Linked DNA regions of Mus musculus: regions 1, 2, 4, 5, 6 and 7 are each linked to region 3. Evidence: chromatin contacts called from public HiCAR-type and promoter capture Hi-C data. All regions are on one chromosome and are shown on one strand. Each heading gives the region's core, a stretch centred on a gene start, on an enhancer-like site or on the middle of the called end of the contact. The rest is flanking DNA. Distances are from core to core; before and after follow the strand shown. Region 1 holds the start of Il12rb1 (interleukin 12 receptor, beta 1). Region 2 holds the start of Gatad2a (GATA zinc finger domain containing 2A). Region 3 holds the start of Cers1 (ceramide synthase 1). Region 4 holds the start of Iqcn (IQ motif containing N). Region 5 holds the start of Pgpep1 (pyroglutamyl-peptidase I). Region 6 holds the start of Ssbp4 (single stranded DNA binding protein 4). Region 7 holds the start of Pde4c (phosphodiesterase 4C, cAMP specific).

Region 1 (3,210 bases), core at 140-2,639, 490 kb after region 3:
ACAGATACATGTATTTGTGTGAAGGCAATGGTGGCAGAATGTGGACAGCTCCCAAAGAACCAAGTTTGGCCCCCGTGATGCTGAATCACTCCATCTCTTTGCCTCCAACTGGGGCCCCTGGACTCAGTTTCTTTATCTGTGATGTGGAGTCAGCCATAGCAGTCTTTCTGAGAGCAGGCCATTTTAAGACAATGGTGGGGGCAGGGTGCAGGTCAAACTCATGCTATACTCTTCCACGACCTAGAATGTTCTGAATGGCCTAGAACTCACAGCAGTACCCCTGCCTCAGCCTTCCAGGTAAGTGCTTGGATGGCAGGTTTGTGTTACTGCACCTGGCTTTCCCTGTGTGTCTATTCCATCTCCCTGACTCCATCCCTCCCCCAGCCCCTGGTCCCTCCCTGTGAGCACCAGGGAGCCAGTCTGTGTGGGTCACACGGGTGGAGTGTGCCAGGGCAGAGACACAGCCTCATTGTCCCAGAGCTGCTGACCTCATAGCCTTCAGGACACTTGACCCTGGGCCAGGCTGAGCCAGCTGTCCTGAGAACATAGCCCCTGCTCCAAGCTGCCCTCCCCCCAAAAGAGCACCATGAACTCATCTGTATAGGCCTCAGTTTCCCCTTATGCCCAACCCACAAAAGATTATCATCTGTGTGAGCCCTGGAACTTTTAATTTGAGACAGGGTTTCTCTGTGTAGCCCTGGCTGTCCTGGAATTCACTCTGTAGACCAGGTTGGCTTCAAACTCAAGAGATCTGTCTGCCTCTGCCTCCTGAGTGCTGAGATTAAAGGTGTGGACCATCACCACCGTGCTTTGATAACATCTTTTTTTTTCTCTCCTCCCCTGATGACATGTTTAAAGAACGGTCATACCACTTAATTTTTTCTTTCTCTCTCTTTCTTTCTTCCCTTCTTTCTTCCTTTTGTCTATATAGTACAGGCTGCCCACAAAAATCATGGCCATCCCTTATCTCAACCTCCCTGTACTAGAAAATGGACTTTAAAATGCAACCTGCAGGTGGGGGCTCAGTTTCTAGAGCATCTATCTGCACAGCATGCAGGAAGCTCTGGGCTCCATCCCCAGTCCCCGTTGGATCAGGAGAGGTGTGATACACACCTGTCATCTCAGCACTAGGGATGTGAGGGCAGGAGTTCAAGGCCAGCCTCAGCCACAGAGTAAATTTAAGTTCATCCTGAGCTACAGGAAACCCTGTCCCCACCCCCCACCCACCCCCCAAAAAAAACCCTCCAAGAGATTTCTAGGCTTACTCACCCCAAGGTGGGTTTGTAGTGCAGAGGGGCCCCCACCTTTGGGCTGACTTCCTGGCTTTTGCTTTCACTTTGACTGGCCTGGAGACAATGAGTTTTTCTTTCTTTTCTTCTCCCCCTCTTCACTTTCTTTCTCTCTCAGTGTCAGTGTGTTTCTGAGCGTGGACAAGGCGGCTGGGCCCCTTCAGCCCTGCAGAAGTTCCTGGGGCCTCACGACTCGGCTCCTCATGGACATGATGGGGCTGGCAGGGACCAGCAAACACATCACCTTCCTCCTGCTTTGCCAGCTAGGCGGTGAGTCCCCACCAATCCTTGCACCACTCTCCTGGGTAGGGAGGGGTCCCTGGCAGCCTACAGGCTCCATGGCCTGGTGGTTTCTGAGGCCGTCTTCCTCTTTGTCCTTGTGGCCTTGGATCTAACTTAAGTCCGGGTTTGAGTTTCCCCTCTCAGAGGAGTCTGACCCATTCCAATCTCCCATCTTCTTAAACAAGAAAAGCTCAAGGGATGGCAGACACATGGAAGATTGCATGTTCTGCACACAGCTTGCCATAGACTCTCATACATGGGATATGCACAGGCCGTGCCTATCAGGACAACGCCTGGACCAGGCTGAGAAGGGCCGGGGCCCCGTGGATCCACCTCAGTCATGGCTGCTGTGTGACTCTGGGCAAATTCTATGCCTCTCTATGCCTCTCTATTCCTCTGTAGGCCAGGCATCTGTAGCTTGTTGGCTCCAGGGATAGCAGTCAGGATTGCCCCAGCAAAAGAGCTGCAGGCCTTTGGAGGATACCATGTGCTACTCATAGCAAGAGGCAAGGGCCCCTCCTACAGAGGGCTACCATCCTAGAACCTGAGGCGGCAGAGAGGGAAGCATGACTTCAGGCTGCAGGGCTGGGGTCACCAGGGGAGGGAAGAAGACCCTCACCTTAGAATCCAAAAGGCCAATTTCACCGGACAATCTTGACATGCTTCCAGTTAGGCTGGCGTCCTTGCCTGGTGTGTCTACACTCTGTGTCTACATAGGCTTCTAGGGAGACCCTGGTGCTGGAACACCTCAGTGGAATCCCCACAGGACATCACCATCCCCCGGGGACTGTTATTGCCCCTGACTACCAGGATCGTGCACTTGTGGGGCTGTTACCCTCCTCAGCAGCTTGCTTTTCTAGGGCAAATGTGCTGCCCCACCCCCCTTCCTGTGTGTGCCCTTGGCAGTCACAGAGGGACCCATGGGCCACCTGGGGGAGGGATGACGGCTGAGAGAGGACGGACTGATGGACAATGGGTGGGTAGACAGGTTGGGTGAGAATGAGCGTTTGAGTGGGTGGGTGGATTTTTGGGGTGTGGGGTGGGTGAATTGGGTGGGTTGGTAGGGGTGTGGGCGAGGGATGTGTGGGTCTGCAGGCTGCTGTGCTGATAGCAAACAGACACAGACGGACTCGGGGGTGGGCAAGCTGATGTTCGCTCCTGTGCTCTCCCAGGCTCACAGGACTCACGCTTGTCTTTCAGCCTCAGGCCCAGGTGATGGCTGCTGCGTTGAGAAGACATCGTTCCCAGAGGGAGCCTCAGGTCCGACACAGGTCCTCCCAGGCTGAGAGCCACACCACACTCTGCCTCATGTTACCCCATGTGTGTCCCTCCTTCCCAGCCCCTGCACGACTGGACCCTGCTGGTCCCTTTCAGGCACTCATGAACATAGGTCGCCTTGGCCCCTCCTCCTTTGCAGCCTGGTCTCAGGGTTTAAGCACCTGTTATTTAGATGGGCCAGTGTTTGGGACAATTACCAGCTACATATTTGCACTCAGTCCCTAAGGGAAGTATTTATATTTCTTAACAAATACCACAAAAGAACCCCAAGAAACAGGGTCCCCAATCCGCTGTTATCCCAGGCCTTGGAAGACTCCGGGAGTGGGAGTAAGGGGTAGTGTGGGGCACTAGGGGTTCATAG
Region 2 (3,264 bases), core at 484-2,983, 340 kb before region 3:
TCTCTTCTCTCAGGACACAGAAAGGCTGGCATGGTGTTCTAAGCTGCACAGGTACAAGGAGCTTGCTTCATGTACTAGAGCAGGGGGAATTCTCACATACAAGGGGAAAGCAGCTACGTTCCCCAGTTCTAATGCAGAAAACGTACAGCAATCACATCTCTGCCCCTTCACTAAGCAGTGAGGGAACAACAGGACTTGTAGAAGCTACAACTTCTCATCTGGAAATTAGGTATTATACATCAGAAGGATCATTTTTGGTACCTGCTATACCTGCAAAGGAAACTTGGCCCATGCACACTGAGAGCCAGGTATAAGCTAAGGACTGGAGGGTATTCACAGTGCTGTGGTGTAATGTTGCTTTAAAGAAAAGTTGTAACCACCGTAACCACCGAATGGTAGGATGAGAAGAACAAGAGGGAGACTCAGGCTCAGTATACAGATTACATCCACAACAGGTATCTATCGCTTTGTGAATGGACACACACATTAACAGGGACGTGGGAGTGCTGCATACTCCAAGAAGATAAAAAGAAGTTAATGCTGTCAAGAAAATGTAAGGCTCAGGAGACTCACCAGGACTTTGTCCTAAAGAATCCAAAGCCACAAGATAAGAGTGAACTACCTGAAGTGAGTCAGGTAGGTAGAACTTGCAGCCTCTGCTAAAACTGCAGGGGCGGGAAGGAAAAACAAAACATTCTGCCATACAGGTCTTAATGAGGGGTCCCCATTCATTTCAGGGTTCCGGAGAGCGCAGTCCGGCTGCGGCTGAGGCCTGCCCAGAAGCCTTTCCTTGTTGAAGTGATCAATTCCGATTCTTGGCATTAATCCCTTTAAAAGGCCAGCTGCTGCTGTCTAGTCACTGATGCCAACCCGTTCCAGGTGGAAGAAAAAAGAAATTATTGGAGCCACATCGTACACCCGGAGGCAAATTTAAAGTGGAGGGCCATGAGGAAAACAGGAACCAAGAGAGGGGGAAGGGTCCCATGGCTCCCCAGGGTCAAGCAGGAAGGGCGCGAGCCCAAGCAGGACGGTGGGGGGGGGGGGGGACCGGCCCTGCAGGCGTGGGCGCGCAGGGACTCTTATTCTGACACGGGATCCTCCGCCGCCTCCGCCGCCGCCGTCGCCGCCGAATTTAACGCCGCCGCCGGGCTCGGACCCCCGACCCTCCCGTGGACTCTCACCCCACGCCACTCGTCCACGTGCTGTGTGCCCGCCGCCCCCCTTGGGGCGGCCTCCCAGCCTGAAAAGCTCAGGAGGGAGTGAGGCGACTCGGCCACTTCCCGGCTCCGGGGACCAGGGACCCCAGCCCCACGTGCGAGGGCGGTGGGGAACTTTCCAGCGGCGCAGGCGAAGCGAACCGCAGCGCAGCAAACCGAATACGACCGCGCTCCCACTTTCCCGCGCCCCCGCCCCGCCTTGCCAAGTTTGCTAGGAACTTACCCGGCCGCGCGCCGACCGGGCCCAGGGGCAGCGCGCGTGTCCACAGGGCTGGGGGCGGGGGGCGCCGGCCGCGCGTGCTCGCTGCGCCTGAGGGGCCGCCCGGGCCCGCGGCGCTCGCTCCGCCGCTCCGCCCGCCCGCGCCGCCGGCCAGATAATGCGCCCCTCGGCCGCACACATGGAGCCCGGCGCCGGCGTCACCGCCCGGGACATGCGCACCAGGTCAGCGCGCCCGGCCCGCGGCCCCCAAAACACCGGGGAGCTCTTAAAGGCGACGCCACCCGCCCGCACCCGGATGGGCGGGGTCGGGAAGGGAGGGGCTCCCTGTGGGCGTGGTCTTATGTGGGCGTGGTTCCCTGGAGGCGAGGCTGGGCGGGCCTACCCGGAAGCACCGCCCTCCCAGCCCCAAAGACTGGCGACGCTGCGCTAAGCGACTGGGTTTCCCACTTGGGCTGCTAAGCGCCCCTCAGCCATGGCCAGCTTAGTGCACAGAGCTCGGCCGCGCCCAGGGCTGACTCACGCTGACCTCGCCCGAGCCCTGCACGGCCACCTCTTGTAACTCTGAGACGCGCCCGGGGCCTCGCAAAGCTTCCTCTCAGGAACTTCGGTGTTGACCTCCAGTGAGAAGGTGCGATCGGCTGAGCGGTCACCCCTCTCCCCCGGACCGCAGACAGTTCAACCTACCCACCAAGCCAATCCACCTGCAGAGAACGAGGTGGACGGCTGTCTCCTTCCAGTAATCCACATCTAGCCTGTGCCTCTGGAGAAGAAGGAATCCCCAAGAAAACAAACCTGCGCCCAACCCTCTCTGGTAACACCAAGGAGACAATAATAGCCAGAAAGGAAGCAAGTTTGGGGAGATTATGAAGCATCTGAAGCCAATTTACAATTTCAACAGGGAAAAGTACAAAGTTCATAGAAAACCTATTCCAGGACAGCGACATGGCTCAGTGGTTTAAAGAGGCTTGCCACCAAACATAATGACCTGAGTTCCATCCGCACAAGTTGTCCTCAGACACAAACACACGCTCATAAATAAAATATGTTAATTTAAAAAACACATCTGGAGTCATGGCTCAGCAATTAAAGGTACTGGCTGCTCTTGCAGAAGACCCAAGCACCCACATGGTGGCTTACAACCTACCATAACTCCGGTTCTAGGGTATTTATGCCTTCTGTCCTCATCATACAGAAACACGTCATAAAGAAATCTTATGAAGACAAAGCCCAGGGCTAAAGAGTTAGCTCAGTGGTTAAGGGCACTTCTTGTTGTGGAAGACCTGGGTTCTATTCCCAGCACCCACATGGAGGCTCTCCTCCTCAGGCAACAAGTACACATGTGGTACACAGATGCACATGCAGGCAAAACACTCATGACACATCAGTTTCTTTTAATATATATATATATAAGGGTTGGAGAGATGGCTCAGTGGTTAAGAGCACCAACTGCTCTTCTGGAGGTCCTGAGTTCAAATCCCAGCAATCACATGGTGGCTCACAACTATCTGTAATGAGATGCCCTCTTCTGGTATGTCTAAAGACAGCTACAGTGTACTCACATATAATAAATAAATCTTTAAAAAAAGAAAAAGAAAGAAAAGGAAATGAAATAAAGAAAATGAAGCCTCAAGGTAGGTGGATGAGTTCGTGGCCAGTCTGTACTATGGCTAAGACTACAGAGAAACTCTGTCTTGAGAGGAAAAAATGAAAAAGAAAAAAGAAAGTCTAGTGTCACAAAGCAGTTGTTAATATCAGAATCACTGAAACAGACTCCTGCCATGTTCCTATTCCAGCTTTGAAATAGTGATGAGACAGACACCAGGACTC
Region 3 (3,141 bases), core at 128-2,627:
GAAAATGCACCAAATGGCTACATCTTTTTTAAATGGTGTAGGTGAGAGGGCTAGAGAGCTAGGCCAGTGGTTAAAAACCACTCTTTGTTTTGTTTTTCAAGACAGGGTTTCTCTGCAGCCCTGGCTGTCCTAGATGGAACTCACTCTGTAGACTAGGCTGATCTTGAACTCAGAAATCCGCCTGCCTCTGCCTCCCAAGTGCTAGGATTAAAGGCCTGTGCCACTAGGCCTGGCCTAAAAACCACTCTTGCAGAGGACTGATGTTCTGACCCCAGCAGCAATGTCCACCCAGCCAACAGCAGCCTGTTGCTCCATCTCCATGGGGTCTACCTTCCAGTCCCATGGGCACTTATACTCATGTGGCATATGTGCACACAGACACAGATATATCAAAAGTCTTATTAAAATGCAGTTTTCTAATAAGTATATGTATATGAGTCCTCTGACGTCATGCACACCAGAAGAGGGCATTTGATCCCATTACAGATGGTTGTGAGCCAAGATTTAAACTCAGGACCTTTGGAAGAGCAAACAGTGCTCTTAACCACTGAGCCATCCAAGGTTTTAAATACTGATGGAGGAAGACTCTGGGCATCTATCTCTGGCCTCCGTACTTGTACCCTTGGCGTGCATGAGTGCACATAGTTCATGCGTGCACATACAGGAGGCTGGAGACCTAGTATGCACAGAGCCTGCGTTCCACTGCCAGCAATAAATAAACCACGTATGGCAGCGCAAAGCTGCCTTCCAAGCACTCAGAAGGCAGAAAAGAGAATCAGGAGTTCGAAATCATCCTCAGCTACACAGCAAGTACTCAGTTGGAAGATCAGCACAAGAGGCTATATGGCTGGAGGAGTTAGTAAGGATCAGGCTAATCTTTATGGCTTTGGCTCAGTGGTGATGGGACAATGGGAGGCTGATCTTTGGACAGTCCTCAGCCCACTACCATTTGTCAGCTCCACCCTCACAGTCTACCAGTGAATTTCTATGGGTCTAGGCTAGGACACTCACAGGCTCCAAAGCTGGCTGTACCCACAGAACCAGGCGCCCTGCATTCAGACCAGTGGGCAAAGGGCGAGTACCAACAACCCAAGCATGGGCTGAATCCTTTTTTTTTTTTTTTTTAATTGTCTCATTGCTTTTATTTGTGTGAATGGGCGCCCAAGTGGAGGTCAGAGGATAATTTGTGTCAGTCTGTCCTCACCTTCACCCGCTGAGCCATCTTGACCGCAGAAGGCAGTCGCAGACTTGAGTAGAGGACCACTTAGTCTCAAAGCAGCACCAAGAGGAGGGCAGGAGGGGTGGTGCTCTGCATAACGGGGGCGGGGCCCGAGAGACCACGCCCCATTCTTGCTCTGGGGGGGCCCGCGCGCCCCCTGCCTGGCTGCGGCGCGTGACGCGAGGGCGCGCGGCGACTCGGACCGGTGCAGGCAACAGCGGAGACAGCGGAGAATTGGATAGCATGGCTGCTGCCGCGGCGACCCCCAGGCTCGAGGCGCCAGAGCCCATGCCGAGTTATGCGCAGATGTTGCAACGAAGCTGGGCCTCGGCGCTGGCGGCGGCTCAGGGCTGCGGGGACTGCGGCTGGGGACTGGCGCGCCGCGGCCTGGCGGAGCACGCGCACCTGGCTGCACCCGAGCTGCTGCTGGCCGTGCTCTGCGCTCTGGGGTGGACAGCGTTGCGCTGGGCAGCCACCACACACATCTTTCGGGTCAGTGAGACCTAGGAGGGTGGGGGACTGAGAACTGCAAAAGGAGAATGAGTGGGGCCTCACCTCACGTATTCCTATGTCCATGGTGGCCGCTGGAAAGTGGGGGGCTCGGGTTTGGAGATGCCCAGGATGTTGGGGCCTCAGGCTATCGCGAGACCCTTTGCGCGGGTTGGATGCCGGGGGGGGGGCTGAATTGAGGTGACGCTGTGATGGATTTGGTGTCCAATATAGTGTGGGGTGTTCTGGGTCCAGGGAAACCAGATCCACACCCTGTCCTGGGTCATTTCGATAGAATCTAGGGCGATCAGCTCGGTACAGCCTCTAGGCTGTTGCAGACCGGAGGACCGACCTGGGGCCCTTCCTGGGGATCGACTTGGGGATCCTGGACGGGAGGCCTCGAGATATACAGAGGTCACCTGTGCCCTGCGTCACGGGGAGCTGCTGAGCCTACACCCAGTCTGTGCAGTCGAGGCTCCGCCCCTGTCTGGGGTCCACATCACCCCTGAGCCAGTGATTGCACAGGCCTGCATGTCATGGGCCAAGCAAGCAGAGGGGCTCAACCTTGGAAATGACCCTGTCTATGTCAAGGCTGGATTCTGCCGCCCCCATGGGGTGATGGTCAAAATGTTCTCTTTCTGGCAACTAAGAAGGCCACCAACCAGGTCTGAAGGATGACCCTGTAGTGATTGCACTGATGACATTAGTACCTGAGCCTGTTCTTCATCCCCCTCCTGGGGTTAGGGGGTCTCTGTGGCATTTAGGCCAGTACCATGGTGGATACTCCCCCAGGGGACTAGCTGGGGACATCCCACCCCCCTGTAACTGAAAGTGGCAGGGGGGTGCGGGGACAGAGAGCATTGTGCCAACAAAGGGGCCTTTCTCTGCTGGCGGGAAGAGGCTGTTCCTTGTTAGGTCAAGACAGGGTGTTGTCCAGCTCCAGGGCCCACCCTGCCTGGTATCACCCACTGGAGGGAGCAACTTCAGCCCCCAGCTGCTGTGGGGAGGTCCAGGCTAGAGTGAGAAGGGCCAAGGCACCGTGCAGTCATGGTCCCCATCTGCCTTGGCCCTGACACTCTCTCGGTGTCCATCTAGGAAGCTGGAGGCCTTGACGAGGCCTGATGCCACCTCAGTTCCACCCTCACCCTTCCTAAGAACTGGGTGGAGGGGCGTCCCACTCTCCAAGCTCAACTTGGCAGCAGCCTGGTTGCTAAGGGTTACAGGAGCTGGGCTCTGGCTGTCTCCATGACAACCGCTGAGTGCTCAGTGCTCCTCTGGCCCCCTCAGCCTTGAGAGGAAGGGGGCTGGGTTTGGCGTTCAGCTCCGGAGCTCCACCCCCAGGGTGCTGGAGCCTTCCCTGACACTAGTCCGCCTATTCCAACAGTCTTTTGTAGTTTTTGAGACAGTCTCACACTCTGAAGCCCAGGTTGGTG
Region 4 (2,891 bases), core at 50-2,549, 390 kb after region 3:
CCCCCCCTGGGGGGGGGGAACGCGGCGTGGGCGCGGGCCGTGCCTGCACATCTGCTGCGCAGCGAGCGCCACCTAGGTGCACGCTGTCGGCCCAGGTCCAGGTGGCACCAGGACGCAATCCTGGACTAGCCTATCAATTTAGCTGGTATATCCTTTAGGAAGAAGAGTGACTACATGGGAAGGGGCAGAAGGAAGTGCTTACAAGCTTGGGGCCTCCGGGATTCATCCATACAGAAAAGAGCTGGGCTTGCAGCCTGTGCTCACTAGATTTTATTCGCCTTTGTTGGTTTCAAAGGGTACCTCAGACCCAGAGCCTTCTCTGCAAGTCTATGTGGGAGCCTAGAATCATGTAGGTGCATTTAAATATCTCCCTGACACGCCCCCTTCTCGCAGCACCTGCTCTATTTTGAGGAAACAATATTCAGCGAAGTAAAGCAATTGTCTTGAGTCACATAGCATCTTTATTTTTGAGACAAGGATACTTCATGTAGTCTTGACTGTTCTGGAACTTTCTATGCAGACCAGCCAGAGCTCCCCCTGCCTCTGCTTCCTGAGTGCTGGGGTTAAAGGTATGTGCCATCACACCTGCCTGTTTCATCTCCGTTTTCAGTGCCCTGGGCTTAGAGCAGATTAATCAAGGTCGTCCAGCTCAGCCCAGTGGGAACATCTGACCCTAGGTCTCGTCTCCCCTCCCCTCCCCCATGTTATATATACAGTTTCCTGTCAGCCCTGGCCACTGCTGTTGAGACCCTGGGTCTTGAGGCTCTCAGGGTGTCACTGTGGGTGATAGGTCACATGGTAAGTCCCAGTGGGTGGCAGGTGTCCCTAGACAGCTGCTGAGTGCCTGCCTGCCCGCCCTGAATGGAACTCTTGTGGGTCCAGCTTGGTTCTGGCATCATCCTAACATTTGGGAGGCCGAGGCGGGAGACTCCTCAATCCTAGACCAGCCCAGGCTACACACCCTGTCTAGTAAGACTAAAGCTAGTAATGAAAAGGCTTGAACATAGGTTCCCTGGATGCTGGGATGACAATCTAGTTCATACAGTGTGAGGATGGAGCCCAGGGCTGAGTTTCCTGGGCAGGCACTCTCCTGAGCTTCGGGCACATAAGAGTTCCAGCTTGGGTACCATGGTGGAGTTTTGCAGCAGCTATGAAAGCTATACTCTTCCTTTGTGGGCCTCTATCTTATGTGCTCTGAAAAGGGGGTGTCCTGATCTTGGTTCCCCTCTTCCCTGTCCCTCTCAGGGCCAAGATGATTATTATTATTGTTGTTTTGTGGGTTTTTTTTTTTTTTTGAGACAGGGTTTTTCTCCTGTAGCCTTGGCTATCCTGGAACTCACTTTATAGACCAAGCTGACCTCAAACTCAGAAATCCTCCTGCCTCTGCCTCCCAAGTGCTGGGATCAAAGGTGTGTGCCACCACTGCCCAGCTGGGCCAAGATTATTGTACCCCTATTACACAGCAGTGGCCCAGAAACCTGTTCTACAGGCTGTGAACAGCATAGTAGAAATTTGAACTCTGACCTCTCCTTTGGCCCTTGAAATGTTGGGATACCATGTACACCAGTGTCTGCAGTGTTCTGCTTTTGTAGTGTTAGATGGAATCTGGATCTTTATAAAGATTTGTGTTGTTTGAGATGATGTCTTACTGTATAGCCCAGACTGGCCTCGAACTCAGTTTTTCCCACCTCTGGGACTAAAGGCATGTGCCACCACAGCGGCCCAATGAGGTTTTGTTGATGTTGGGAGTGTTTCCAGTCAGCTGATCAGAGCCAGGCTGGGCCCTGCAAGCCTGTGACTTAAGCACTTGCAATGTAGAGGCAGAAGGGCCATGAGTTTCAGTCCAGCCTGGGGTATATAAGGAGCCTATCTCAAAACACCAAGGACTCTTGACAGAGCACATCATGTGCCCAGGGGGCCTGGGCTCAGAGTTCTGTTCCCCAGCATTGAAAGGCTGGCTCTGCAATTCAAGTACATTTCTTTCCCTGAGTCTCATCTAGCACATGGGCTAAGACCACCATATCTAGGTGCCCAAAGAAACAAAAGGCTCACTAGAAGTGCTCACAACAGCTAAAGGACAGAGGAGAGAGGCAGGGAAAAGCCACAGGGTTGTATGTCTGCTCTTTGCATAGAGGCCTTGTTCTAGTAGCCCCTTGGCCAGGCGAAGTGGTTCTGGCTTGAGCCTGCTGTGCATAGGCCAAGGTGTGTGTCAGCCTTGGCTGGAGCATCTATGACTCACACTGGGTATGAGCCCAGCCTGGGGAGGTGGCCCAGAACATTGGCTTCACTCCATCTGCCCCCTCCTAGGGCTGTGGCTCACACTGCATGACCTTTTATTTTTTTCTACACAGGGTCTCCATATGCAGCCCAGGCTGGCCTGGAACTCACCAAAATCCATAAACTCTCGGTGCTTGACTGTTGCAGGCCATATGAAGCTTTGCACGTGTCTTTTCATGCCCTCCAGGAGATGTCTCCAGGACATCTTGGAGGCTCAGCAGCTATGTCAGGTGGTGACAGAACTCCCTCCAAACACAAGGCAAGAGGGGGGAAGGCTAGCTCTATGCTCAGAGCCCTAATTTTCCTTCCCTGTTGGACCATCAGGACAGCTCAGATCCTCTTGTCCTGTCAGGGGCCCCAGTTCCAAGCTCTAGAACCCTTTCCCCTAAATGCTGCTGGGGATTGGTCGGAACTCACCTGGAGTCATAAAGACATTTGGGTGCCCCGGTTCCCAAGGCTGGCTGTCAGGGCTGGTGGCTTCAGCTCTGGGGATAGGTGAGTGGGCTGGTGGGGGTACCACACTCTGTCACCCAGCTCTTGCCAAGAATGTCTGCATTCTCTGGACTGCGGTAGGTAGCTAGGCCCTTAGAGATTGTATTTGGGTCCCTCAAGCC
Region 5 (3,297 bases), core at 727-3,226, 340 kb after region 3:
CCACTACTTTAAGATTAGCTCACAGAGACTGGGAGGGGGGTGTCTCCAGGACAGGCTGGGTGGACACCAGACTGCTTCTGCTTTTGGTCAGTTCAACCTTCAACCTCCAGGTCCTATCTCTGACCAAGACAGACCTCCAAGGCCTTGTGGCATTTGGCTCCATTCCCTCTGAAGTCAGGGTTTCCAGGGCCTAACTGTCATGAGCAAGAAGTGACGCAGAGAGGGGGCTGACTCTACCAGGTCACACAGCAGGAGTGGGAAGAGGCTGGGATTTATCCCATATGGGTAACTCGGCCTCCTTCTCTAGCCACTGGGTTGCCAAGAAAAGTTAAATTGAGAAAAACAAAAACCAGCCCACTGGCCTCTGGGTGCCATGGTGCAGACCCAGACTCCAAGACTGTTTCAGGCCAGTCCAGGCTACATGAGACCCTGCTTCAAAATAAATAAATACAGCTGGAAAGATACCTCAGTCAGTTGCCACACAGGGCCCGAGTTCAGCTCTCCAGCACCATATACCGGAGGTGAGGAGGCACAAACTTGTATTCCCAGGGCTGAGGAAGCAGAGACAGGCAGTCTGGGGCGCTATGGCCAGTTAGTCTAGCCTAACTGGCAAGCTCTAGAGCAGGGGTTCTCAGCCTTCCTAATGCTGCCATCCTCTCTTTCTTTCTCTCTTTTGCTACTTCATAACTGTAATTTTGCTATTGTTATGAATCATAATATAAAAATCTGTGTTTCCCCACAATCTGAGGTGACCCTTGTGAAAGGGTCAATTGGCCCACAAAGGGGTCGTGACTCACAGGTTGAAAAATGCTACCTCTGAATGCGTCCTAAATTGAGACACTTTCTCAAAACAGAGGTGGATGGAGCCTGAGTAATGACACCCAAGGTTAACCTCTACACACACACACACACACACACACACACACACACACACACATCTAAGAACCTGGGTTAGTGTAACTCAGGTGGTAAGAGCCTGCTGCCAGTGTTAAGAGGTTAAGAGAGAGCCACCATACCTCAGGACAGCAGGTAGAGGACACATCTTGGGGCATCTCATCATGGTGGCACATGCTGCTCACCCTATCATTTGGAAGTTTGAAGCTAAATCATCACCCTGGGTTTGTAGCCAGCCTTGGTCACAGAGTTAAGTTCCAGGTCAGCAGGATAGTGCAACAGAATGAGACTCTATCTTAATAAACCAACCAACCAAATAAACACCCCCACCCCCAGAATGCTCCAATGGATCAGGGACACTGTCGTTCACACTTGTACTGCAGGGAACAGCAGGGAGAAAGTCCCAACCTTTCTCAGTTATAAAACACCTGTAGGAGTGGGAGTTTTTCCTGGCTCACTCCCTGTGGCCTCTCAGGGCAGAGGCTAACCCGAGTGCCCTCCTCCAAGGCCTGGAAATAAGAACAGTTGGCTTCCGGGGGTGCTGGTGACAGTAGGAGCTGGTCTCTAGAGTCCCTGGGTCATTCCGGGGTCAGGTTGACTCCAGGCCCAACACCTGCCCCAAACCGGGTTGCAGGCCCCTCCAACAATACAAGGTGCCAGGAGCAGAAGCTGAGCGGATCGTATGTCACTGGGACTTTTCCTGGCCGTAAACCCGCCTTTGTCCCCGGGGTCAGCGGGTGGGGACATGCCAGAGCTCTGAAGAGGCAGGGAGGGACTGCAGTACGCGAGGTGACCTGTCTGCACCCTAGTCCCCGCGCACTCCGAACTCCCGGCCGCGTGACCCCGGACTTTCCAGGTTACCAGGACCGAACGGTGCTATCGCGGGCGGCGACAACTGCAAACCTCTGGCAACCGCGAACACTTGCCCCGCCGCCCCGGTCCAGATGCACCTACCGGTTACCACTACCGCCTTCCGCGGCTGCTCCATGGTGGAATGCACTCTCTAGGATCCTGGCTGTAGGGACTGGAGCGGACACGGACCCCCGAGCCCCGCCCGGCCGCTCGGCCCCGCCCCCTAACGCTGGGCCTGCGCGGACACGCCCCGGACACGCCCCCGACCAGCTGTACGCTCCCCTGCGCGGCCCCCCGGGTTCCGCCGAGCCCCAAGCGCACCACTACACCCTGGACCCCAACGCCCGGGCCAGGCCATTCCTAGGCCACGCCTCCTAGAAACCACACCCCTAGCCAACCCCGCCCCCAGTCTTCCAAAGACCCTCCTCCAGGTCCTGTAAGGGACCCACCACGCCCCCAAGAATCACACGCCTGGAGCTTTCCAAACTCTCAGGTCGGGGTCACGCTCCAGCCAGGTCCCAAGCTCCCAAGACACTCCCAAACCCATCCTTAAAACAACTGGGCCCAGGTCATGTACCTCCGCCTACTCCCACGCAAGTGCAGATCCTTCCAATGCCCCTCGGCCAGGCCGCAGTCCACGTTCACACCCGCGACCCATGACATCCCTGGCTCAGGCCATGCTCTCTGAAACTTCTTCCTTCTAAAATCTACTCCGCCCTGAACCCACCTAGGGCAACGACCCCGACCCCCCTTCCCTTTATGCCACTGAAAACACTGAGCTGGGCATGCATACCGGGTCTCCATCTAGGCTCCGCCCCCAGTCTACCACCGCCAGGTTCCCTGTGGCCGCAGGGCTCACAAGGTACCTGGAGCCATGCCCCGCCCCAAGTATCGACCAGCCCAGGCCATCTCCCCTGGTCCCCCTGCCTGGCCACGCCTATTCGCTGCCAGGACCCTCCCCCTACTTGAATTTTAAACGTGCCTCCAACACGTAAGTGGGCAATGGGAGTGTGCTCCGCTCCAACCTTCTCAGTCTCAGTTTCTCTTCCTGTAAGACATAGGGCGGGGGAACAATTTGATTGTGTTCACTCATCACAGTTTACAAACAAGGACACCGAGGCATGGCTCTGAGGAAGACAGAAGTGTCACTTCAGCAGAAAGCTGAGGGAGGGGCGCAGGAGGAAGAGCTTTGACTCTCTGCCAACATGGCTAACTGGAATACTTCCTTTCCTTGGCTCCAGGTTGCACCTTATTACCCCAGAGCCTTTGCTCACCTGCACATCTAGCTGTTCACTGCCCAGACTTCCTCCTCCTGCAGTCCTTCTCCGACTGTCATCTCCTTTTAAGGACGCTGTTTTTCCATCCCCTACCTGGACATCGTTTAGGCTCATCTTAAGGAGGTCCCATTTTTCTAATGTTTCATATTTTTAAAAATCTTTTTTTTTTTTTTTTTTTTTTTTTGGTGTTTTCGAGACAGGGTTTCTCTGTATAGCCCTGGCTGTCCTGGAACTCACTTTGTAGACCAGGCTGGCCTCGAACTCAGAGATCTGC
Region 6 (3,293 bases), core at 297-2,796, 290 kb after region 3:
CTGTGAACCATTCCCTAGAATGGGGACTTGCCAGGTATCAGGGAATCAGTCAGTCCCTGCTTCCCACATGGCCAGCAGCCCCATGCCAGGAAGGGTCACTGAGTTTACTGACCATAAATGAGTCCTAACTGCAGGCTCTCAGGGAGCCAGCCTTGCATGGCAGCCCAGTGACCCAGACTTCTCTGTGCCAGGTGATCTGTCCCCTACCCAGGGCTGCACTGGGCAACTCAGCCTCTAGGCAAGCTGCCCCCTCAGGCCCTGCTACAATCCAGGCCTCCACACTCACACCTCAAAGGTGAGTGCTGGGCTCCCAGCACACTTCAAACGTTCCCGCTTCACCTACTTCTCCACACAGGCACCTCGGAAAGGAAGGCCAGCCCAGGCGTGTCCTCACTGGAAGCTAGAGCACAGCCTGTCCACCTGGGCAGCGCACCCTGTATCTTCAATGTGGGGCGTCTAGAGCCAGACCCATTCTGGCTCACCTGGGACTCCGGGAGGTGTCCCGGGACCGCCATGGTCAGGCTCTGCACCTCTCTAGGCTTTGAATCCGCACCTTTGCCTACAAGCGACAGTGGAGTCCAACTTCCACGCAAACCTCCAAAACCCCAACACCCCGCAGGGCATTAGGGTCCGACCCAACCTCTTCAAATTTGCAGCCACAATGAACCCACGTGTCCTGTTTCAAATCTCCAGCTTGGATACTTGGGACTCTGCGGCCCTAAGACCTGAAGCTGTCCTCCAGTGCCATGGTCTCACAGCCAACCCCGAAAGCTCACACCTGTCAGGTTTGTGTGACCCCAGAACTCCCGAGGCCTTACAACCCTCAGATGCTGTGCCTGCCCTGGGCATCCTGTGACCGCTCAAGTCCTAACTCCTGATCTCCCATACACCACCGACTCCCTAGTGAGCCCCTGATCCTGCACCCGATGAACCGCCACGTGACCCCAGCAACCCCTTGGCTCTTGTTTGACCCATTGATTTCCTGTCCCCTCAGGTATTCTGAGACCCCAAGCCCCCTTGGAGCTCTCAAGCTCATGCCCATGCCCTCTATCTCATGTGACCCCCCCACCAAGACCCTGGAACTCGAGTACCTCAATATATTCTGTCCTTTGTGTATTCTGTGACCCCAAAGGACCCTCAGGTCTCGCACACCCACAATCACACACCCTTCTGGTCTCGCGTGACCCCATGAGCCCCTTGATCTCGTGTGTACCCCTGAAATCCCGCACCATTTTGATCTCCAGTCACTCCCCGATCTCCTCGGGATCTCCTGTGTCCCCCCTGAAATCCCGCACCATTCTGGTCTCGCGTGACCCCATGGTCCCCGGTCCCGCGTGGCCCCGCACCGCGCACTCACTTCTCGCGCGCCTGCCCGTCCGAGGGCGCGCAGCCCTTGCTCGCCTTGCCGTACATGCTCCGCACCTGTCAGGCGCGCGTGGCCATCGCTGCCCGCGCCCCGATCCCCGCGGCCATGTCCGCGCGGGAGCTCCGGCCGCGGGTGGGTTCTCGCCGCGCTGCCCTCCCCGGGCTGTTCCGGGAAGCGCGCCACCGCCACCGCGCGCTCCCGCCGCTCTTAAAGTGGCAACGGCGGGAGCGCGGGTGGGCCCCCCCCCCGCGCGCGCGCTGGGAGCGCGCACGCGCAGAGCCCGCGGGGGCGGCACTGCCCACCAATAGGCTGCGCACCAATAAGTACAGACTTCAATACCTCCCCCCAAAGATATTCAAGCCCGGGACGCGCTCCAGCAGTTGCTATTTGTGCAATTGGGAAGCTGAGGCAGGGGGATGGCCGCGAGCTCCAAGCATACCTCGGCTGCGGAGCAAGACTCCCAGTTGTACAGATCTGGGGGTGGGGGTGGGGTGCTGTGGATATCTCCGTTTCGACTCAGGAACTGCACTAGGCTCTTGGGCTCACAGGATATGCGCCCATGACATTCTACTCCCAGGACACTCTCTGCGAGCCAATACAGCGCTGCGGGCTGTGAGGGGCCCTTTTGAGAGAGTTTCATATAGGCCAGGCTTGTCTCAAACACATAAAACAGATAACCCTGAAATTCTAATCCTCCTGCCTCAGCCTCCCTAGCGTTTGCACGACAGGCGTGTGCCACTTAGCCTGGTCTGTGTGCTGTGCACAGAGCCCGGTTTTTTTTTTTTTGTTTTTTTTTTTATGCATGCCAGCGTTGTAAGGACTGAACCCCAGACCAAGCACGTTTTGTTTGTTTTTCTGAAAGTGTTTCTTAACGCGGTAGACAGAGGCAGGAGGATCTCTGTGAATTCGAGGCCAGCCTGGTCTATATGGCGAGTTCCAGGACAGCAGCCAATACATAGTGAGACCCTGTCTCAAAGTCGGAGTAAAAACGGTGTCTCCTGTAGCCCAGGCTGACCTCCAGCTCTCTACTTCACTAAGGCTCCTTGAACAGGTGGTCCTCCTGCCTCCACCTCTGGGTGCACGCTGGGAATGAGAGCATGCTTCTTTCCCCCACTCCAGCGCAGACGCACGTGTATAACACGCGGCCCCGTGAGAGCACGAGGGGTCGTGGCGCATGGGCGTCGGGAAGCATCCAGGCTAAGGCTTGCTATCGCTGCAAGTGTCCCCGGTTGGACACGACGGGTTTAGTGGGGACTTGCTGGAGATTGCGCACAGGTGGGTCGTCAGCACCCGGTGGCGCAGTCATGAGCTCAGGTTTCCTGTGTGAGTGTGACAGCATGCAGGTCACCACGGCGCTAAGTCTCGCGTGGTGTCCCTGGTGCAGGCAGATCCCCTAGCCCGGGCCTCCCCGCCCCCACCCTAGTGGGCGGGCGGGAAGCCGAGCCGCCGTGGTTCCAGGCGCTCAGGAAAGGCTGCCGGGGCGCGCCCCGCCTCCTCCCCCAGGGCTCAGCTGGGCCGACGCCGGCCTTTCCCATTTCCTGCTTGGCCCGCCACCCCCTCCCCCAGCTTCCTCTCCCCGCCGCGGGGCTGGCGACTGCTGGGTGCCAGGAAGGCCGTCGGTGCGCCTGGGCCACCGCGCACTACAGCTCTTTGCAGGCCCTGTTCTCAGCGAGACACAGAGAGGTTGCGAGTGCAGCCGGGAGGCACAGCACGCAGCTCCGAGTTTCCTTCCACCCTCAATTGTGTCCCCAAGGTCTGGAGATGCCCAGGACGCAAGGTTTCCCCTCTCTCAGCCACAAATTTTTGATTCAGTGTCTTCACCCACCCCAACCCCCGGAACTATTTATTGAGCGCCTGCTGTCTACCGGGCCCTGGGGACCCAGCGGGGACACTTTGCTACGACTCCTGGAGAAAAGAGTCAGCTGGG
Region 7 (3,207 bases), core at 15-2,514, 410 kb after region 3:
CCCCCCCAGCCAGGACCTGTGTGACCCAGTGTCCTGGCAGGACAGAGGCCACTATCCAAGGAACTGGAAGACCTAACCTAACGGGAGGCAGCCTGGGGAAAGCTACAAATCCACATGACTTAAGAAGCCCACCCAGGGCCGGGCGTGGTAGCGCACTTGGGAGGCAGAGGCAGGTGGATTTCTGAGTTTGAGGCCAGCCTGGTCTACAAAGTAAGTTCCAGGACAGCCAGGGCTATACAGAGAAACCCTGTCTCAAAAAACAAACAAACAAACAAACAAAAAACAAAAAAACAAAAAAACAAGTGAGTTCCAGGACAGCCAGGGCTATACAGAGAAACCCTGTCTCGAAAAACCAAAAAACAAAAAAAAGCCCACCCAGAGCAAGTACCCAGGGCAAGTACTCAGGGCACGAAAAGGCCCTACAGTAGGAGAGGCATGGGCCTATTTCCTGATGAAGACATCGAGGCCTACCTGGCCGTGAAGTGAAGAGGGGTCTTCTGACTGCTGGAAGGATCTGAGTTTTCCAGCAATCTTCAAAACCTTGGGGCAGGAGGTACCAAGTGGGCTGTGCAGAGGTCACGGGGAGGAAGGAGCTGGCTGCCTCAGCTCCTCTCTGCACACCCTGCTCTCCACCACTCCCTCAGTGGCTCAGGCTCCAGTCTGGTAACCCTTCAGACAGCCGACTTTAGGGTGAGACAGGACCCACTCTTCAGTACAGGTGAGGGTGTCTCCCTCGTTGCTATGATGTTTGACAGCAGATTGAAGTGACCTCCACCCACAGCAGGTCACGCTCTGATGACCACTGGAGTAGGTGGTGAGAGGTCTCCTGGCCTGTCTGTGGGGGAGGGGTGTAGGGTGAAACATTAACTTGCTTCACAGCCACAGACTGGAGTGGCCTCAAGATCTCCTAGGCCCAGGCCACATTCCATCTTCCAGTCCCAGCTCCCTGGCTTTCCCACTTCTGACTGCAGCTCTAACTTGTGGGTAAGGTTTGACCAGAGAGTGTCATCAGCTGCCTGGACCAGCACAGCATAGCAGAACAGCTTTCCTAAAGCCTTGGGGTGCCTTGATTGGTACCCCAAAATACTAACGTAATGCCTCAGTCTCAGGCTATTTCTGTCCTCTGTCAGGTGTAAACACATTAACAAGTAAACCTTTGCCTGGCCACTCACCCCTCTCCTCCCCTCCCCCTCAGCCCTGTTTTGGTCACACACTTGGGCACACACACACACCTCCCTGCCCTTGTGGTCACTCTGCCCTTACCCCCTCCTCCAGTCCCGAGGGTGCCTCCTGGCTCGGGTCTAGTCTGGTGCTCAGTTAAAGAACCCAGCTGGGAGTGGGATAGGACCGTCTGTCCTCTGCTCCTGGGAGGTCACAGAGCACACTCACAGCGCAGGTCCCCACAGGAGCAGCTGGAAGTGAGTACCACACCTGTGTCAGTGTGAGAAGGCCTACCTCTCATGAAACTCGGCTCTCAGAAACCCCACAAAGCGCAAGAGTCCCTCCGGGCGCTGAACGGTTCTCCTAGGTGACCTGGACCCAGGATTCTAGTCCCTAGGGCTGGCCAGGGTAGGGAGCTTGGGCGGGAGTACCTGCAGCAGCCTCGCCAGGCAGCTGTGACTTCGCTGCCTTGCTGATGTGGCTCTGGGCTCTGGGGGCGTGGGGTGGCCCAGCAACTGGCTGGGACCTGGTCTCACTGATCCCTGTCATCACAGAAGCCTGCACCATGAGGCGGAGTGGCACGGCCCTGTCCTTCCTGTGGACTGAGGTGAGTAGGCCGGGACTGGGCTCAGTGCAGGAGCTGGGGACTGAGGTCCCTGCTCTGAAAAGGGACAATGAGGCTCCCTGAGCCCAGGGCCTGAATGCAAGATAAAAGTCATTTTAAAGATTTGTTTGTTTGTTTATTTACTTATGAGTACACTGTCGCTATCTTCAGACACACCAGGAAAGGATATTGAATCCCAGTACAGATGGTTGTAGGCCACCATGTGGTTGCTGAGAATTGAACTCAGGACCTCTGGAAGAGCAGCCACTGCTCTTAACCACTGAGCCATCTCTTCAGCCCTAAAAATATTTTTTATTATTTTCTGTATGGGGGTTTCCGCCTGAATGGTTTGTCTGTGTACCGCAGAGGTCAGGGCCCACTCAGGCTAGGAAAGGCCAATCCATGCCCTGAAACTGGAGTTACAGAACCCTGGTCTCCAGCTGCCATTGCTGGAATCACTGAGCCATCTCTCCAGACCCCTCTACCTTCATTTGTTTTAGATTTATGGTTCCTCTGTGTCTCTCTGTCTCTCTCTGCCTCTGTGTGTGTGTGTGAGAGAGAGAGAGAGAGAGACAGAGAGACAGAGAGACAGAGACAGAGAGATTTTTTTTCGATTTTTTTTCCTTTCAATGTGACAGGGTCTTACGTAGCCCAGGCTAGCCTCGAACTTTGACTGCAACCAAATATGACGTTCTAATCCCTATGCCTCCAGCTCCACCTCCTAAGCTCTGGAACCCAAAGTGAAGGGAGGGCTGTTGCCTGTTCTGTGTGCTGCTGGGGATGGAGCCCAGGGCTCTGTGCTAGGCAAGGAGGGTGGGCAGCTGTGAGTGCTTGGACCAGTGTCTGAGCCAGGAGGAGGCAGGGAGCACAAGGCTTTCTGTGGAACTGGCAGCCCCAGCTAGGCTTACAGGCTGGGCAACCGCTGGGCAGGCAGCCTTTGAAGTTAGTTAATTACCTTTTTTTTTTGTTTGTTTTTTTTTGTTTTTTTCGAGACAGGGTTTCTCTGTGTAGCCCTGGCTGTCCTGGAACTCACTTTGTAGACCAGGCTGGCCTCAAACTAGAAATCTGCCTGCCTCTGCCTCCTGAGTGCTGGGATTAAAGGCGTGTGCCACCATGCCTGGCTTTCTTTTTTTTTTTTAAACATTTTTTAAAAAGATTTATTTGCTGGGCGGTGGTGGCGCACGCCTTTAATCCCAGCACTTGGGAGGCAGAGGCAGGTGGATTTCTAGTTTGAGGCCAGCCTGGTCTACAGAGTGAGTTCCAGGACAGCCAGGGCTACACAGCGAAACCCTGTTTGAAAAACAAAACACAAAAACAAAAATAAAGAAATAAAATAATGTTCCCAGAATAAAATACTGAAAGTGAGACCTGCACCCAGGCTTTCCCCTGGCACCGCTCCATGCTTTTCTCTGACCCCGCCCTCAGGCCCTCTGCTGAGACTA

What was found. Promoter capture Hi-C pulls out the DNA fragments that hold promoters and counts their contacts. HiCAR-type assays count read pairs that join an accessible place to other places. Capture Hi-C pulls out chosen DNA fragments and counts their contacts.
Region 1: a promoter capture Hi-C map of adipose tissue shows a contact between it and region 3. The contact joins the promoter of Il12rb1 here to the promoter of Cers1 in region 3.
Region 2: a contact with region 3 is called in a HiCAR-type map of astrocytes, with 2.4 times the contacts expected there. The contact joins the promoter of Gatad2a here to the promoter of Cers1 in region 3. A contact is called at or near these places in 1 of 39 promoter capture datasets (pre-B cells), 3 of 115 datasets of contacts at active chromatin or transcription factors (astrocytes, effector CD8 T cells and embryonic stem cells) and 1 of 9 other capture datasets (adipose tissue).
Region 4: a promoter capture Hi-C map of hippocampal neurons shows a contact between it and region 3, with 2.7 times the contacts expected there. The contact joins the promoter of Iqcn here to the promoter of Cers1 in region 3. A contact is called at or near these places in 1 of 39 promoter capture datasets (hippocampal neurons), 1 of 484 Hi-C or Micro-C datasets (B cells) and 1 of 9 other capture datasets (adipose tissue).
Region 5: a contact with region 3 is called in a promoter capture Hi-C map of adipose tissue. The contact joins the promoter of Pgpep1 here to the promoter of Cers1 in region 3. A contact is called at or near these places in 2 of 39 promoter capture datasets (cranial neural crest and maxillary cranial neural crest), 3 of 115 datasets of contacts at active chromatin or transcription factors (the SCID.adh cell line, embryonic stem cells and pro-B cells) and 1 of 9 other capture datasets (adipose tissue).
Region 6: a promoter capture Hi-C map of second pharyngeal arch cranial neural crest shows a contact between it and region 3. The contact joins the promoter of Ssbp4 here to the promoter of Cers1 in region 3. A contact is called at or near these places in 15 of 39 promoter capture datasets (the 3T3-L1 cell line, the HPC-7 cell line, HPC-7-derived erythroid cells and 10 more), 1 of 484 Hi-C or Micro-C datasets (B cells), 11 of 115 datasets of contacts at active chromatin or transcription factors (the SCID.adh cell line, T-cell acute lymphoblastic leukemia, craniofacial prominence and 8 more) and 2 of 9 other capture datasets (adipose tissue and liver).
Region 7: a contact with region 3 is called in a promoter capture Hi-C map of liver, with 2.0 times the contacts expected there. The contact joins the promoter of Pde4c here to the promoter of Cers1 in region 3.

Annotation. Positions count from the first base shown.
Region 1 is chr8:70,807,060-70,810,269 of GRCm38.p6, forward strand. Il12rb1 (interleukin 12 receptor, beta 1) reads left to right here and starts at 1,390. Exons shown (of 16, transcript NM_008353.2): 1 at 1,390-1,559; 2 at 2,772-2,831. The coding sequence starts at 1,493.
Region 2 is chr8:69,972,650-69,975,913 of GRCm38.p6, forward strand. Gatad2a (GATA zinc finger domain containing 2A) reads right to left here and starts at 1,734. Exons shown (of 13, transcript NM_001113346.1): 1 at 1,441-1,734.
Region 3 is chr8:70,314,398-70,317,538 of GRCm38.p6, forward strand. It overlaps Cers1 (ceramide synthase 1), which reads left to right and starts at 1,378. Exons shown (of 8, transcript NM_138647.3): 1 at 1,378-1,711. The coding sequence starts at 1,463. Gdf1 (growth differentiation factor 1) reads left to right here and starts at 1,378. Exons shown (of 8, transcript NM_001163282.2): 1 at 1,378-1,711.
Region 4 is chr8:70,700,726-70,703,616 of GRCm38.p6, forward strand. Iqcn (IQ motif containing N) reads left to right here and starts at 1,300. Exons shown (of 4, transcript NM_001370847.1): 1 at 1,300-2,846.
Region 5 is chr8:70,657,762-70,661,058 of GRCm38.p6, forward strand. It overlaps Pgpep1 (pyroglutamyl-peptidase I), which reads right to left and starts at 1,977. Exons shown (of 5, transcript NM_023217.4): 1 at 1,849-1,977. The coding sequence starts at 1,882.
Region 6 is chr8:70,606,768-70,610,060 of GRCm38.p6, forward strand. It overlaps Ssbp4 (single stranded DNA binding protein 4), which reads right to left and starts at 1,547. Exons shown (of 18, transcript NM_001372473.1): 1 at 1,358-1,547. The coding sequence starts at 1,413.
Region 7 is chr8:70,722,800-70,726,006 of GRCm38.p6, forward strand. It overlaps Pde4c (phosphodiesterase 4C, cAMP specific), which reads left to right and starts at 1,265. Exons shown (of 17, transcript NM_001310465.1): 1 at 1,265-1,418; 2 at 1,716-1,768. The coding sequence starts at 1,727. Gm34255 (a long non-coding RNA gene) reads right to left here and starts at 1,729. Exons shown (of 3, transcript XR_379077.3): 1 at 1,593-1,729; 2 at 472-835.